2 separate regions of the Gossypium hirsutum genome follow, and region 1 is linked to region 2. Evidence: chromatin contacts called from public Hi-C data. All regions are on one chromosome and are shown on one strand. Each heading gives the region's core, a stretch centred on a gene start, on an enhancer-like site or on the middle of the called end of the contact. The rest is flanking DNA. Distances are from core to core; before and after follow the strand shown. Region 1 holds the start of LOC107941173 (auxin transporter-like protein 2). Region 2 has its middle 7.1 kb from the start of LOC121229885.

Region 1 (2,700 bases), core at 49-2,548, 390 kb before region 2:
AAGTGAACAATACATATTTATCAAATTTCTATTACAGACTTTTGCACTTATTTACAGTGAGAATTCTGCAACTCTAAAATAATTAAACAACACATAAAAAAGCAAAAAAATTAGAAAATGAAAAAAGTTAACATTTCTTACTCCAAACGTAACAAAATGAAATCGAATTCCATTTTGCTTTTGCATTCAAACAGACGCAAGTAGCATCCATAATACTCAGAATTGATTGAGCAAATGTAATACTTAACCCTTCTATGAGAGATCAGATAAAAAGCTCAGTAGAAAGCACAAATTTAAAGAAAAAGCCGGAGATAGGAATAATAAGAGGAAAATGAGAAAAGAAGTAAGCATGGCAAGCGAAGCAGTAAAGGTCAGAGCTTTTAGCTGCAAGGGAGTTTAGGTGGAATTGGCAATGGTGTAGCCATGGGATCTTGATTGGTTAGGGTAATCGATGGAATGTGACCTCAATAAGAAAGCTGACGGTGGTAGGAGAGTGGTGTGAAGGAAGAAAAACAAGAAGAATGACAGAAAGAGCAGAACAAATAGCTTAACTTTGTTCACATTTTACAACCCAAGCTACGCAAACAAATAAGCAAAAAGTTGGTAAAAAAATGGCAGCATAGCCTCATTTGAACTCGACGCCGATAGCGGCAGTTGGAGACGACGGTGGCGACTGGTGAACTTCAAGGCAGCAGATACAATAGTAGCTAGAAAGGGGTAACACCATAGCACAGCCACTTAAATCATGAAACAAAAATTAAGAAACAAAAATTTAGCATGAAACATTTACAAAATTCACACAAACAAACTAAGAACATTTTAAAATAATTTGCTGAAGCTTTTGATTCATTAAAACCCAAAATAATTCAGCTACCAAATCAAACTCTAGAAACCCCCCCCAAAAAAAAGAACACAAAAATTATGAGGATCTAATGAAGAAACCGAGAAGGATCAGAGTGAGACCGAAAAAGAACTTTAACTAACAAAATCATAGGAAAAAAAAAGAATCAAAGGCGATCACTTACCGTAAATAAGGAGGTTCAACGGAAGGAAGATGAAGATGGTGAATGAAGCTTGATTTTTCGTCGATTAAGGATCCAATTTCTATAGGGTTTACTTTGGGAAAAATGTTTATGAAGAAATTGTCGGAAGTGTAAAAGTGAAAACGACGAAGATGAAGATGAGAGACAGGATATTTTGGTCCAAAATAGGGAAAAATGTTATTACTCGTTCCTTTGAATAGCTAATCAGACCCCAAGCCCCTGAATTGCTATTACGGGCCGTAGTATCATGGAAGCTGATTCCATTCAGCGTGTAATAGCCATTACAGGCAACCAAATGTTGGTTTGGTGGTGGGCCCATTGAATTGGGCTATAATTTATTCCTATTACACCCAACCAAACATTGCCTTATTATCGTTAAGAAAACCAGCTAAATACCCAGTTCTTTTAAGCCTATGATTTAAGCCCATTAAATATAAAAAATCACTTTCTTTTCCACATTTAGATTCCAACAAGAATTAGAAGAATTTTCCTATTCTTCGCTTGAAGAAAGGATAAATTAAAAAAAAGTATATGAAACAAGCTAATAACTGAGGGTAAATTCACCTACTTTCCTATCAAGTCATATCAAACTGTGTCTAGTAGGAGGCATTATCAAAAATGTAACGAGAAAGATTTTCTTCAACAACTAAAAACAGTTAGTTTATTTACTGTATAAACTCAAATCATTTTTTTATTTTATTTGCTATATAAATTAGTTTTTTTTTCATTTAAATCACATTCTAATAGTTGTATCAATTCACTTAATTCATCCATTCTTTCAATTCTCTAAATTTTTTAGTTATCAAATTTTCATTCAATTTTTCTCAAAATCTTGTTGTTTTAATTTTATACTTTGTAATTTCTTTTTTTAATTGATTTTTATAATGAAAATTATGCTTATTCGTTTTGAGGACAATCACATTTTTTGTGTCCTATTGTAAATGGTAAGAAAATTTATTAAAATTTTTAATTTTAATTAAGTTCATTATTAAGTTGTTAATATTATTAATTTTATAATTTTTTTATGTTTATATAATCAGGCCAAAAATCAAATTTTAGAGACGTACATACACAATTTAATTGTGAGGGCACCACGTGTTAGTGAATAACACTTGCAAGAGGTGAGATTCTTGCACATGTCTCGTATGGTAGAGGGGACTAAACAAGATCCCACATTTATTCGTGCTTTGATGGAAAGATGGAGACCTGAGACATACACATTCTATCTTTCGTGCAGTGAGTGTACTATTACACTCAAGGACGTAGCTTTACAATTCAGTTTATCGGTGGATGGACCAATCATTACAGCGGCAATGTCATTGGCGATTGGAGTGCAATTTGCAAGCAACTATTAGGGAAGATACTATGGTTGGAAGAAAATTTCAATTATATCGACAACTTCGTGATTACCATTAAAAGAGAATAATATGCCCCGGGCATTCATCCTAAGGTCAATCAGGGGTTTTCTAATGTTTGATAAATCTCAAAATCTAGTACATTTAAGGTAGATACTACAACTCGTCGACTTGAAAGAAGCAGGACAACTTAGTTGGAGATAAATTATATTGGCCACATTGTACTGAGAGATGTATCGGGCGACGCAACCAAAAAAAAATTAAAATCGGTGGTTGCATACTCCTTCTAAGGACATGAGCAT
Region 2 (2,700 bases), core at 47-2,546:
ATTTGCTTTAGTGTCTAGACGGCCTTTGCATGACTGTGTGACTAGGCTATGTGTCATACACGACCGTGTGGCCATGCTGTGTGGTATCACTCAGACTGTGTGTTGTTGTTGTTCGCTTCTCCCATGCTTGTGTACATGGGCATCTGGGTCACATGATCGTGTCTTTAGGCCGTGTGCCTCCACTAAGACCGTGAGGGTCAAAAAATAATTTTGAAAAATTAGCTCCAACATTCACACTACCTATGACACGCTCGTGTGTGACACACGAGCGTGCGGATCACCCCAGACCATGTGGACAACTTTTTGATATATTTCACTATGATCACTTTTCACTGTCTTGGCTTTTATTTGTTCTATGCTTTTATCACACTCGCTTTGCTTTTAACCTTCACAATGCTTTTGTTCGCTGATTCATTTTTAATTTAAAACACATACTTGTAAAGATTTTATACTTATTATACCGTGCCTTTTCAATAACTATGGATTTAATTACTGATTATTCAAATTTAAACAACCTATTATTCAACAAATATATATACCTACTCGTATATACCTATGTCATTTGGTACATTTAACTCCTTTTTCTTTTTTACAATTTAACAAATTAAAAAAACTAGTCTAAATGCAAATAACCTAAAATTGTTTATTTTCAAGCTAAATTTACAGTTTAATCAAACAACCCATGGACATGCTCTTAACCAATCACTTGTATTTCTATAAGCGCAAGCACAGACACAACATAAAGAAAAAATTCAACTAAAAATATTACAAAAATTTAACAGAAATACCAATGAAACATTTAAAAATTAAAAACTCTATATCACCCCACACTTTATTTAACACATTGTCCCTAATGTTCTCCAATAATAATGAAGAAACAAAATTACCCATTTTAACATGTCAGTGTCGCGAATGTTGTTGGATCATTTCGTACTTTTCGGTTTAGCTCTAAAAAACTTTGTGCCATAAAAACTATGAGTTCCTACACATAATTTTTTTTTACAATTAAAAAAAAATCTAATTAAGCTTGAAAATAGAAATTATGCTAAATTTTTTAAAATAAAATAAAAATCTAACTAACAGTATGAATTTTTTTTTTGTAAAAAGAAAAGAAGTTATAAATTGAAAAATTCCCTCATAAGTCTACAATAGTGTCGTTATCAAACTTTTCTGAGCTCACACCATTCTCGTCCAAGACGAACCTCGTCTCTTTCCTTCTTGATGTGGATGGTCCTTCTTATGCGAGCTGGAAGGTGTCGGGTATGTCGCAGACGGGGATCCCTCTTTCTTGTGGTCTAGATCGTGCACTACCACTTTGTGGCGTTATCGAAGGATCTACATCCGTTGGGCTGGTGCAGAAATAGGGCCATTGGAAGTTGTTTACGCTTGATTGCTCAGCAAAACGGGCCATCCACCTTGTTTGGTACTCGACATGGGTCAATATCTACATGAGAATTTCCTTATTCATCGGGTTTGCTGGATTGGGGCTCTTCCATTGGTTTCGGGAGCCCATGGTCTCTGGTGTACTCCCGATGTGCAGCTACTTGTTCATTCTTCCTTTCCATTCGAATTGTATGTTGATTATAAAACCACTCAATAATAATATCGTTTAGAACACCCTTTGGTGGGCAAGTCGATTCCTCGGGATCTATCACAACACCGACCCTCCTACACATCTCTATGATTATATGTGGATACGAAAGTCCTTGTGTGTGCCCTCTGGCACATTTTTTGCATTTTGTAATGGATCTGATCCCCCAAATTTATCTTTCAACTCTGGAAAATCTCATACAAGAAAAGAGCATGATCATGGGTCTGTGACATGCTGAGCAGGAAAAAAAATTGCAATAATAAAGTACATACACATTTTAGCCTTAGAGGTCATGATGGATCGTTGGAATTGTAAGAGTTCTCTGGTCACTGCTTTACAAGTCTAGATGCCTTTACCTTCAGTTAACGAGTTTATAATTTCGTCATAATCCACCTCATTTTCTTGTAAATTTTCATAAAATTCTGGGATATAGTGAGGTGTTTTATAAATCACCTTGATTGCAGTAGGAGAGGCTTCTACGAAAATGCCTCTCATGAAGACTTTATTGTCTTACGCCTCAGGGAAACTCACGTAGAATTCCTACATAATTGATATAACTAACGATTTTAGAGGTATTCGACAAAATTGGAACCACCATAAGCGATCGTCCTTGGTTATGATCGGATTGTGAAATAATTGCATGGAAAAATTGAATCCATGCTCAGGTATTAGCAATTTATCCAAAAAATTATCGACTTGGGTCACAACGTCATTGAAGACAAATCGTCTCCATGGTTCATCAAGAGCATTGCACTTCTTGATTTTTTGAGACATTGGACTTTTACGAGGGGCCATACTAACCAATTATACAATTCCAATAATCAATGGGAACAATAGAATTGGTGCAAAAAGTCCAAATTCTCTAATCTACTATTCGAAATTCAACTTAAATATATAAGACTAGAGGAAGGTGTGATATCACTGGGCTTTTTTTAAAGTTGAAACTTTCGCGTCATAGTGTGTCCTCATAGGTCACCGTGTTTGTCTTTGTTGGAGAAGTTTGCTTCCTTTTGAAAGGGAGAGTGTAGTTTATGAAACAAAAATCTTAAAGCATACTTAACCAAAGAGGAAAAATTGATGTTAAGGAAAAGAAAATTAGGAAAGCTATG

Evidence for each region. A called contact is a pair of places that touch in the nucleus more often than the background predicts.
Region 1: a contact with region 2 is called in a Hi-C map of leaf, with 2.4 times the contacts expected there. The contact joins the promoter of LOC107941173 here to the enhancer-like site in region 2. A contact is called at or near these places in 5 of 34 Hi-C or Micro-C datasets (hypocotyl, leaf and petal).

What each region holds. Positions count from the first base shown.
Region 1 is chrA05:78,565,196-78,567,895 of Gossypium_hirsutum_v2.1, reverse strand. It overlaps LOC107941173 (auxin transporter-like protein 2), which reads right to left and starts at 1,298. Exons shown (of 11, transcript XM_016874728.2): 1 at 1,026-1,298.
Region 2 is chrA05:78,175,532-78,178,231 of Gossypium_hirsutum_v2.1, reverse strand. No RefSeq gene overlaps it. Among protein-coding and RNA genes, the nearest start is that of LOC121229885, 7.1 kb to the left of the region's middle. Within about 2 kb of position 1,296, at least 7 of the 9 cell types and tissues checked have an H3K27ac peak or open chromatin away from gene starts, as enhancers often do. A contact at or near this core is called in hypocotyl and leaf, where this site is marked.